Regions from separate parts of the Pan troglodytes genome. Here region 1 is linked to region 2. Evidence: chromatin contacts called from public Hi-C data. All regions are on one chromosome and are shown on one strand. The core of a region is the stretch at or near the end of the contact, and the rest is flanking DNA. Distances in the headings are between cores, read along the strand shown. Region 1 holds the start of GNPTAB (N-acetylglucosamine-1-phosphate transferase subunits alpha and beta). Region 2 holds the start of ARL1 (ADP ribosylation factor like GTPase 1).

Evidence for each region. Hi-C and Micro-C count contacts between places; a contact is called where the count stands out from the background.
Region 1: a Hi-C map of stem cell-derived neural progenitor cells shows a contact between it and region 2, with 5 times the contacts expected there. The contact joins the promoter of GNPTAB here to the promoter of ARL1 in region 2. A contact is called at or near these places in 2 of 7 Hi-C or Micro-C datasets (induced pluripotent stem cells and stem cell-derived neural progenitor cells) and 1 of 1 datasets of contacts at active chromatin or transcription factors (stem cell-derived excitatory neurons).

The regions. Positions count from the first base shown.
Region 1 is chr10:108,655,293-108,660,767 of NHGRI_mPanTro3-v2.0_pri, forward strand. It overlaps GNPTAB (N-acetylglucosamine-1-phosphate transferase subunits alpha and beta), which reads right to left and starts at 2,280. Exons shown (of 21, transcript XM_001155334.7): 1 at 1,856-2,280. The coding sequence starts at 1,972.
Region 2 is chr10:108,235,655-108,240,734 of NHGRI_mPanTro3-v2.0_pri, forward strand. ARL1 (ADP ribosylation factor like GTPase 1) reads right to left here and starts at 3,326. Exons shown (of 6, transcript XM_016924044.4): 1 at 2,556-3,326; 2 at 759-896. The coding sequence starts at 2,559.

The DNA of each region.
Region 1 (5,475 bases), core at 1,030-3,529, 420 kb after region 2:
AGACTCCATCTCAAAAAACAAACAAACAAAAAAGCACAGCTCAGAGCCAGCCTGGCTTGGTTTGAAGCCCAGCTCTGCCACAAATTAGCTGGATTGTTATGCAAATGCATCCATTTCATCACCTATAAAATGGGTATAATAATAGCACCTATCCCACAGGGGTGATGTTGTGAGGATTAAATCAGTTAACATATGTAAAGCAATTAAGAGAGTGCCTGATACCTGTTAAGACCAATATAAGTATTAGCTATTATTATGATCATTATCAACTGGAGCCAGCAATCAAGGCCAAATCTGCCTAATCATGCAGCTCCTCTTTTCCATTATGCCTTACAAGTTAACCACAGGCCAGCTGCCTTCACCTCTCATGACACCTGTTGGCACTGTCTGCCTCTCATTTCTCTTGTCTGTTCCAAACCTTATGATCTGTGGCCATTTCAGGACTGCAACAAAATGTCTCTCTTTTGGTAAACAGCCAAGCATGGAATGAAAGCAAAAAGAAAAGGATATAAAATGAAAAATTCGGGCCAGGTGTGGTGGCTTACACCTGTAATCCCAACACTTTGGGAGGCCAAGGCAGGCAGATCACTTGAGGTCAGAAGTTTTGAGACCAGCCTGGCCAACATAGTGAAACTCCATCTCTGCTAAAAATACAAAAATTAGCTGTGCATGGTGGTACGCGCCTGTAGTCCCAGCTACTCAGGAGGCTGAGGTAGGAGAATTTCTTGAACCTGAGAGGTAGAGGTTGCAATGAGCCGAGATGGAGCCACTGCATTCCAGCCTGGGCAACAGAGCAAGACTCTGTCTCAAAAAAATAAAATGAAGAATTCTAACACCTGATGCCTTTAAGTCATCTTCACACTGCATGGGACTTAATAGTTAACTCAAAATTAATCAAGGCCAAAAAAATCACACAAAAGCAATAAGGCACCTAACTACACACAGATACATTAAGTTGCAACACATGAAACAAAGACGAGCAAGTACTATAATATTAAGTACATATTTCACACTTACAAATCTGGAGCTTTCTCACCCTTATGGTAAGACATTTTTTCCCAGCCTCTAGAACCAAGAACTACTAAAAAAGTACATGCTCAGAATTCATGCCATATAATTTAGCCATTAAACAAACACTTGCACTGCATACTCTGGCAGTACCTGGCACTGTGCTTGGGCCAGGGTTACAGTATTTACAGACAGCACCTTCTCTTACGGAGCTTACAATCCAGCATGGGTAAAGACTTCAAGCAAATGTATACTGTGGCATTTCTAAAAACTACTCTGTTAAATTTTAAAACCTTTTGCAACCTCCTACCAAAAAAAAAAAAAACTAAAACTAAGGAACAGATTTCAAACCACTTAAAAATACAGCTTTCCTCCCCGTTGCTAAAAGTGGCTTTCTTGGGCCAGGTGCGGTAGCTCATGCCTGTAACCCCAGCACTTTAGAAAGCCAAGAAGGGAGGATCACTTGAGCCCAGGACTTCCAGACCAACCTGGGCAACATAGGGAGACCTCCGTCTCTATTTTTAAAAAACGGTGGGCGAGGGAGCAATATCTAAAATCACATACATGCCTTTTTCCAGTTCTGACTTGCTCATAGTCTCTGCACACGTTTATGATAAAGAATACTGTATTTGGCCGGGCGCGGTGGCTCACGCCTGTAATCCCAGCACTCGGGGACGCCGAGACAGGGCGATCGCCTGAGCTCAGGAGTTCGAGACCAGCCTGGGCAACATGGCAAAACCCCGTCTCTAATAATGAAAAAATACATACTGTATCGGGGCATCGCGGGGCACGGCGAGGGCAGTGCAGGGTCGAGGCGCCCGGTCCAGGCTGCGGCGCCGCTACTCACCTCTCCGAACTGGAAGGCGGAGACGATGGTGACAACGACGCCCAAGAAGCACACGTAGAGCCCATACCTGTGGGACAGGCAGGTATAGGTCTGTCTCTGCAGGAGCTTGAACAGCATCACCCCTTCACCGCCACGCCACGCCCCGAGGAGCCTGAGCCGCCGCCGCCGCCGCCGCCGCCGCCTCAGCGAGCCGCCATTCAGGGGCCCCGGTCGGGCCGCCGCGCGCAGGTCACAGCCTCCGGGCGCCGCTCATTGCAGCTCCGGCGACGGACGCCCGCTCGGCTCCGCGCCGCGGCCGCCGCTTCCGGGAGCCGGGAGCCCACGCCCTCGGCGCGGCGGAGGCGGACCTGCGGCCGGCGAGGCGGCCGGCGCCGCCCGGGTCTGGCCGGGCGAGAGGCGGCTGCGGCGGCGGCGGGGTCTCCAGCGCCACCTGGAGGACGGAGGGGCATAGGGAAGGTGCGCGCCCTCCCCACCTGCGCTTGCGCAGCGGGCCCTGAGGGCTGGGCTGGGAGGGGCGGAGCTGAGCTGGGATCCACTTACCCGGTTGGGCAGACGACCAAGAGAAAACTGCCCTCTGCGTCGAGACTGTGCCATAGACGATACTATAATGCCATGAATATTTTTGTGCATAAAACCTTCTCTGCACTTAGCATTCTCTGCAGAGTGCTAAAAGGAGATGCTGTATGTGGCTCCTTTCCTCCAACCCCCAACTATATTGTTTGAAAGAGGAAACCTTTGGGTTAAATCTGCCAAAACCGAATTTCATTCATTCATTTAGTCGTTAAATATGTAATTTGTGCCTGTTAGGTGGCATAGTGCTTGGTGTCAGGTATTCAAAAATGAACTAGACCTGGCTACTGTTCTCAGAGAGTCTAGTGGGGGAGATAAACATGTAAACCACTAAATACAAGAGTTGTTACGATAGAAATCATGCGATGAACTGGAGGGGAACCAGCTCAGGGGTAGCCAGGTAATCCGACTTTGACACCAGGTTTTTCCCACGAGATCCTTTCCTTGGTGCCTCTGATTTACGAAAGGGAGATCTTTTTCTTAATCCCAATGCACCCTGGTTAATAAGATTTTTTCCTAGTCACCCTGGGAAACAATACACTTATCTAATGTTGCCATCATTCAAAGCATTTTTAAAAATATCTTGGGAGCCAGCTTCAGGAAATACTCAAATTCGCACCCTCAGTTTGATGGTCAGGTGGAATTAACAGACTTGCAAAAGGGGTTAGCTTCACTCCAATCCAAGGCAAGATTTTTTACACTTTGCTGTCACTTCTTTTAATCCTTCTTTTAAAAAAGATGATTGATATATGCTATATGTACATGGCAAAAGATTATTGCAGTTGTACAAGACACATATAGTTCTGAGGTCTTTTCAAGCATGATAACAGATCTGAGGACTTAATCGGAAGGGGTAAAAAAGCATGGTAACAGATATAAAAACATCTGCCACTCAACAGGACTCTCAGGATAACGGCCAACATTTATGTAGCATCTGCCATGTGCCCAGCTCATCTAATCCTCACAATAATCTTATAATGGAGATACCATTATTATCCCCATTCTACAGATCAAGAAACTGTGATGAAAAAAAGTAACTATCTAACATCACACAAATAGTAAATGACAGAATTGAGATTTGAACCAGGTACTTAGGCTGTAGAACAGGGCCAAGATTAGGGGAAGGTACTGTGAAATGAGTCATGCAAGTTTGGAGTGAGATTCTGTCTTTGTTTATAGTTTTGATATCGGGGCTGGGTGTGGTGGCTCATGCATGTAATCCCAATACTTTGGGAGGTCGATGTGGGAGGATAGCTTGAGCCCAGGAGTCTGGGAGCCCAGAAGTTTGAGACCAGCCTGGGTAACATAGACCCTGTTCCAATTAAAAGAAAAAAAAAATTTTAAACGTAAAATAAAACATAAAGTTTGGGTGTTTTGCTTTTCATGGATATTCTTCAGTAATGTTTTTTGTTTTTTTTTGTTTTTTGGGTGTTTTTTTTTTTTTTTTTGAGACAGAGTCTTGCTCTGTTGCCCAGACTGGGTTGCAGTGGCGTGATCTCAGCTCACTGCAACCTCCGCCTCCTGGCATCAAGCAATTCTCCTGACTCAGCCTCCTGAGTAGCTGGGATTACAGGCACATGCCACCACCCCCGGCTAATTTTTGCATTTTTAGTAGAGATGGGGTTTCAGCATCTTGGCCAGGCTGGTCTTGAACTCCTGACCTCAAGTGATTCACCTGCCTTGACCTCCCAAAGTGCTAGGATTACAAGCATGAGCCACTGCGCCCAACCATTAATTTTGATTTTTTAAAAATATTGCATTAGGCTGGGCACGGTGGCTCACGCCTATAATCCCAGCACTTTGGGAGGCTGAGGCGAGTGGATCACCTGAGGTCAGGAGTCTGAGACCAGCCTGACCAACATGGAGAAACCCCATCTCTACTAAAAATACAAAATTAGCAGGGCATGGTGGCACATGCCTGTAATCCCAGCTACTCAGGAAGCTGAGGCAGGAGAATCACTTGAACCCGGGAGGCAGAGGTTGCGGTCAGCCGAGATCGCGCCATTGCACTCCAGCCTGGGCAACAAGAGTGAAACTCCGTCTAAAAAAAAAAAAAAAAAAAAAAAAATATATATATATATATATATATAGCATTAAAATATTATTCCTCTTGATTAGTGAGTTTTTTGGAGTTCCCTCGGATTTTGCACCCAAGACAAGTGCTTCACTGTCCTCACTTTAGTCCTAGCCTTGCCTAGAACCTGTCCTTCTTAAAAAGTATGCTTTGTTGTAGTATGAATTACCCTTAAATTTTTCCTTTATCTTTAGGCTCCAACTAGACAGCCTCAAGGGAGGTCAGGAGCATTGTCTAAGTCCTTTCTTCTAGAGAACTTGCTCTTGTTCACTCCCTTTTCCCCCTCCTCAGGCAGTATGGTTGAACTTGAGTAAAATAAATGTGGGTGCAATATGATATACCTGTAGTAGCTACCTTATACAGTTAGGAGGGTTATGTAAAATAACACATGAAAATGCTCAAGTGCCTGGGACATTTTTAGTGTTGGAAAATTTTAAGAAAATTAACATTTAGCCTTGTTCTGAAAGCAATGAGGTTTTCAGCAGGAGAATTAACTGATTAAATATGCACTTCAAGAACATTAGTAGTATGTAAATGCATAATTTGTGGAAATTATTTTTTTAAATTTTTTGTAGAGACAGGGTCTCACTATGTTGCCCAGGCTGGTGTTGAACTTCTGGGCTCAAGCAATCCTCCCACTTTGGCCTCCCAACATGCTGGGAGCCACCTCACCTGGCCTGGAAATGATTTTAAACTCTCCACATCTGAACAGTGGAAAAAATATGCAGTAGCATCCCATTTATCTGGAAATATTTTATCTGGCAACCTAAAAGAGCCAGAAAAGCCAAAAGATCAAAAAGGATTCCCAGGAACCCAGTGAAACCCCTGAGTTTTGCTTTTAGAAGAACCCCACAGTCCCTCTCAAAATCTGATAAATATAATTCCGAGAAACTGTCATCTGGGTTCTCAGTCTATAGCAGATAAATAAATAAATAAAGAGGTCCCTTTCCTGCCTTTCTCCCAAACACGAAGTAAC
Region 2 (5,080 bases), core at 2,076-4,575:
TTTGTATTTTTAGTAGAGATGGGGTTTCTCCATGTTGGTTGGGCTGGTCTCCAACTCCCGACCTCAGGTGATCCACCCGCCTTGGCCTCCCAAAGTGCTGCCATTACAGGCGTGAGCTCCTGTGCCCGGCCTTCTCTTGATATTTTTAAGGTACCAAATTACTTCAACACTCAGTCTCTGCAACTCAGATCTTTAAAAGTAAATACAGGAAAAAAAGGCACTTCACATGTAACATCACTTAACATTTATATAATTCTTTACACAGATTTAAAAGGTACTTTTACCTACTTTGTTTATTTCCCCCTGAGAACCAGTGGGTATTTGTTATCTTATGTATTTTATTAGTAAAGATACTGGCTCTCAGTAAGATTTAGTAACTTAAACCTATAAACAGCCCAACCCGGCCGTAAACCAGAACAAGGGTCCTTAAATTACACTAAGCTGCCTCTTAGTTGATGGAAAAAGTGTTATCAATGTTATGTTCATACTAGCAGTTTACAAACTTTATCAAATACTTTATTATATGAATTAATTTATTCAGAAATAGGCCTGGCATAGTGGCTCATGCCTGTAATCCCAGCACTTTGGGAGGCCAAGGCAGGAGGATCACTTGAGGCCAAGAGTCTAAGACCAGCTTGGGCAACATAGTGATGATACCTGATCTCTACTAAAACAAACAAAAAAGAAAGAAAGAAATAGAGTTATGTTGGATGGAGACCAGAAAGTCCCTACAATTAGCTCATCATACCAACACTTACTAGGTATAGTAGTAACAACTTCTCCAACTTGTAATCTGTACAAAATTGTGGTTTTTCCTGCTCCATCTAATCCCAAAATTAAAATTCTCATTTCCCGAGTTCCAAACAGACTGGAAAATATACTTGAGAAAAAGCCACCTAAAAAATAATAAAAGAAAAAACATACACAATGTCATTTTGTGAACTAGGTATACAAAACATCTAACCTTGTCCTTTGAGAGCTAAATACCAAATTAAATATTATAATTTCCTGGATGCGTAGGTGCATATTTTTCCTCCCAATGAAATATATTATTCAATATCAAACAAGTAATTAGTTATGTTACTATGTCCTTAGTTATGTTACTACTGTGTCATGCAGGCACAGAAGATAAACCAAATAATAAGAGAAATATGGCCGCGGCCTTTGGGAATCTCATTTTCTAATCAGCAGAATAGGAATATTTGAGCATGATCCCCTCACTACCCCTAAAAACCAAGGGGCCAGTAAGGAGGAGAGTGGGACAATGTAATCCTCGCACAGGAAAAGTACTGTACAGCAGCAGTACCACTATAACCAACTTCAATCAGAGTTCTCCACGAAGCAATAGAGCTAGTACAAGAAATTGAGAAAAAAGCTGAAAACAGTAACTATTTTTGACAAAAAACCCACTTTTAAAAATAATAAAGCTCTATCCAATGCATCACAAAATATTCCCAGAAAGCTTCCTGTACACCAAGTATTGTGTAGTATAAAAAGCACAGTCCTTTTCCCATCCAGAGCCATTAGAGAAGATTAAAAACAAGTTACATTAATACAAAAAAAATAGTTAACATCAGAAGTGACGCCACACTGTTATTTGGCAAAGACATGGCATAACTAAGAGCTGCGAGTTGAAAAATGAACAACACCATGGGCTAGAGAACCTTGGGAAAGTTCAACAGAATGGGTGTGACTTGACAAAGTCCTTTCTACCATTTACAGGTAGAAGAGAGGCGGAACAAAACTGAAGGCGGTTATGGAAGACAGGACAGCGCCTGTGATGCTTGGGAGCAAGAAGTATGCTCCCCAGAAAACTGTGGAGGGATTTAACCAAGCCAAAGAATCTGCACCTTCATTTGGAGGGTGAGAAACGAGTTAAAGAATGTGCACCCTCACTTGGGTTCTAGCGGGGCGAGGGTGTTACCTGATGCTTGTGAGAATGCAGTTCCCTCAATCAGCGGGCCAAGAACTGAGAATAAAATTTCATTCGCCGACTAGAAATACCCGTATTATTACATTAAACGCTACAGCAGATTAGCAGACAAATGCCAAACTGGCCATAAAACAACATAAGCAACACCTGCTCTCAGGTTTTTCAAACTGACGCCGTCCCAGCGCCCCTGGTAAAGAGAATAATTAAGCTTCCACTCTGGGGCCGCAGCTCATCTTTCACCAAGAAACCTCGGCGAACCTGCGACTGACGCGTTGCCAGCCTCCGCAAGAACAACTCTGCCCAGCAAGTGGAGCTGGGGATGAGGGAAAACTTCATGATAAGGGTAAAGAACTCGAACCCAGGCTCTGCGGACGTCCCCAAGCTGTCCGGCTCCCTGGACTCCGCGGGATTGAAGCGGAACCGAGAGAGGGCGGAGGAGAACGCGAGAGGCCGGATCCACCCCTACAGATGAAGATCCAAAGTATGTCAAGTCCTCCGCGACCCGCCCCCTGAGGAGCTGGCTACTCTAGGGTATCCTGGCCGGCCCCTCTCCTCCTCTGCACCCCAGCCCTCGGCCGCGGCTCCCTCGAGCGCGCCCAGGTGCCCTTCTCGAACCCCTCACCCATGATGAACCCCCTGTCCTCCCTCGCCGATCTTCAGTGATTCCTTGGCCTTCGGCTGCAGCTCCGAGGCGGTTTCCTCGCAAGCCCAGTCAGCCAGCAACTTCCACGTCGGACTCCAGGCGGGGGCGGGAGCGAGGGTCAGCTGCGACTGCGCGCCGGGAACGGTGGCCTGAGCATCCGCGTCGTCGCTTTCGACTCACGGTCCCCGCTCACTGGATGTAGATACCGTGGAGGCCAGAAGAGACGAATAATTCAAAAACCTGAAGTCTGTCCTGCTTGTGTTTTCCTGGACAGAAAGAGCTTCTGAAATAGAGAAATTGGAATTTTTGTTTTAAATTCTGACACCAAAAAGTGGCGAATCTGACAACTAAAAATGCGAGTCGGGCCTCGATGAGTCGTCCCGGTCGAACGCTGGCGCAGGCTGCGGCGTTGCAGAGGACGCGTGTCCCGGAGCGCCCTGCGGGGCCAGCCCAACTCTCCCTAGGTGCTTTCTCCCAGAAAGAAACAAGACTACGTAATAATAATAGGAATGGTACCGCGCTGCCAATGCGGAGCAGCCTTGCACCTGAGGCCAGTAACCAGAGGTTTTTGTCTTCGCTGTAGCCTGCAGGACGAGGACCTCGCCGGCTTTTTTTCTCGCTGACCGAGCAGCTGAGACCGCCTTTCAGGGGTCGGCAGTGTGGACTGGCTGGTCCCGATCGTGGAGACCAGGGACTTATTCCCTCGAGGGTCGACTGTTGGAAGTAATGTAGGTTTTGATAGTGAAGTGTGTGGAGAGGAAGAAGGAAGCACACCTATAGGATGTGGAGAAGGGATTTCCCCTAGAGAAATTTTTAAAGGTTGAGCATGTATGTTTTGAAACTTCCCAAAGATCCATTGAAAAGTAAACCTTCCGGCCGGGCGCGGTGGCTCACGCCTGTAATCCCAGCACTTTGGGAGGCCGAGGCGGGCGGATCACGAGGTCAGGAGATCGAGACCATCCTGGCTAACACGGTGAAACCCCGTCTCTACTAAAAATACAGAAAATTCACCAGGCGTGGTGGCGGGCGCCTGTAGTCCCAGCTACTCAGGAGGCTGAGGCAGGAGAATCACTTGAACTCAGGAGGCAGAAGTTGCAGTGAGTCGAGATCGTGCCACTGCACTCCAGCCTGGGCGACAGAGCGACACTCCGTCTCAAAAAAAAAAAGAGAAAAGTAAACCTTCCATCCCTAATACCTTGTATCTCGGTGATCCCCAGTAGTCACTACTGTTAATACTCTCTTAGGTTTTCTTCCAAATCTTATTAATACCTTTGCATATTATGTTTATATTTATGGTAGAGATTTTCATCCATTCAACAGAAGCTTATGGACTGCCTTTTTAGTTTATTTTAAAAGAATTTTTCTAGCTTTAAATAAAAATTGTATATATTTACAGTGTACCATGTGATGTTTTCATAGATGTATATGTTGTGAAATGATAACATACCCATCAGCTCACATAGTCCTGTGTGCTTGTGTGCATATGTTTATTTTGTGCTAAGAATATTTAAGGTCGGCCAGGTGTCGTGGCTCAGGCCTGTAATCCCAGCACTTTGGGAGGCCGAGGCGGGCAGATCCCTTGAGCCCAGGAGTTGGAGTCCAGCCTGGGCAACATAGTGAGACCCCATCTCTACAAAAAAATAAAAAAATTAGCCAGGCACAGTGGCACCTGTAGTCCCAGCTACTTGAGAGGCTGAGATGGGAGGATCACTTGAGCCTGGGAGGCAGAGGTTGCAGTGAGCCAAGATCCCGCCATTATTCTGCTCTCTAATTCTATGAGTTCCACTTTTTTTGACTCTACATATAAGTGGGATCATGAAGTATTTGTGTTTCTGTGCCTGGCTTATTTCCCTTAGCATAAATTCACCCATGTTGTCACAAATGACAGGATTTTCTTCTTTTTAAAGGCTGCATAGTATTCATTATATATATAAATATACATACATATACCACATTTTTATATTTCACGTTTTCTTTATCCATCAGTTCACTCTTAAGTGATTCCATACTTTGGCTATTATGAATAATGCTGCAATGAGCATGGTGATGCAGATATCTCTTTGACATACTGATTTCATTTTCTTTGGATATATACCCAGAATATATGGTATATACGTATATATTGTATGTATGGTACATATGCATATATGATATATATGGTATATACTAGATGGTTTATACTGTAGTTCTATTTTTAATTTTTTGAGGAGCCTCCATACTGCCTTCCATAATGGCTATACCAATTTACATGCTCACCAACCATGCCTATCTTGGTTTTGATTTGTTTGCAGACCCCACTAGTTGTCTAGGTTCTGAACTAGTTTTTGCCTCTTGCTCTCATCCTTGCCCCCAAAACCACAGGTTCATGGAAATTTTCCTGCAAGGAAAAGTTTTGTTTTGTTTATTTTTATTTTTGTTAATGGTTTGAGAAGGGGAGAAGGGCTCTACCTAAACACCTGAACCTTTCTAAGGCTATCCTTTGTAAGCACTGTGTGGTCTAATTA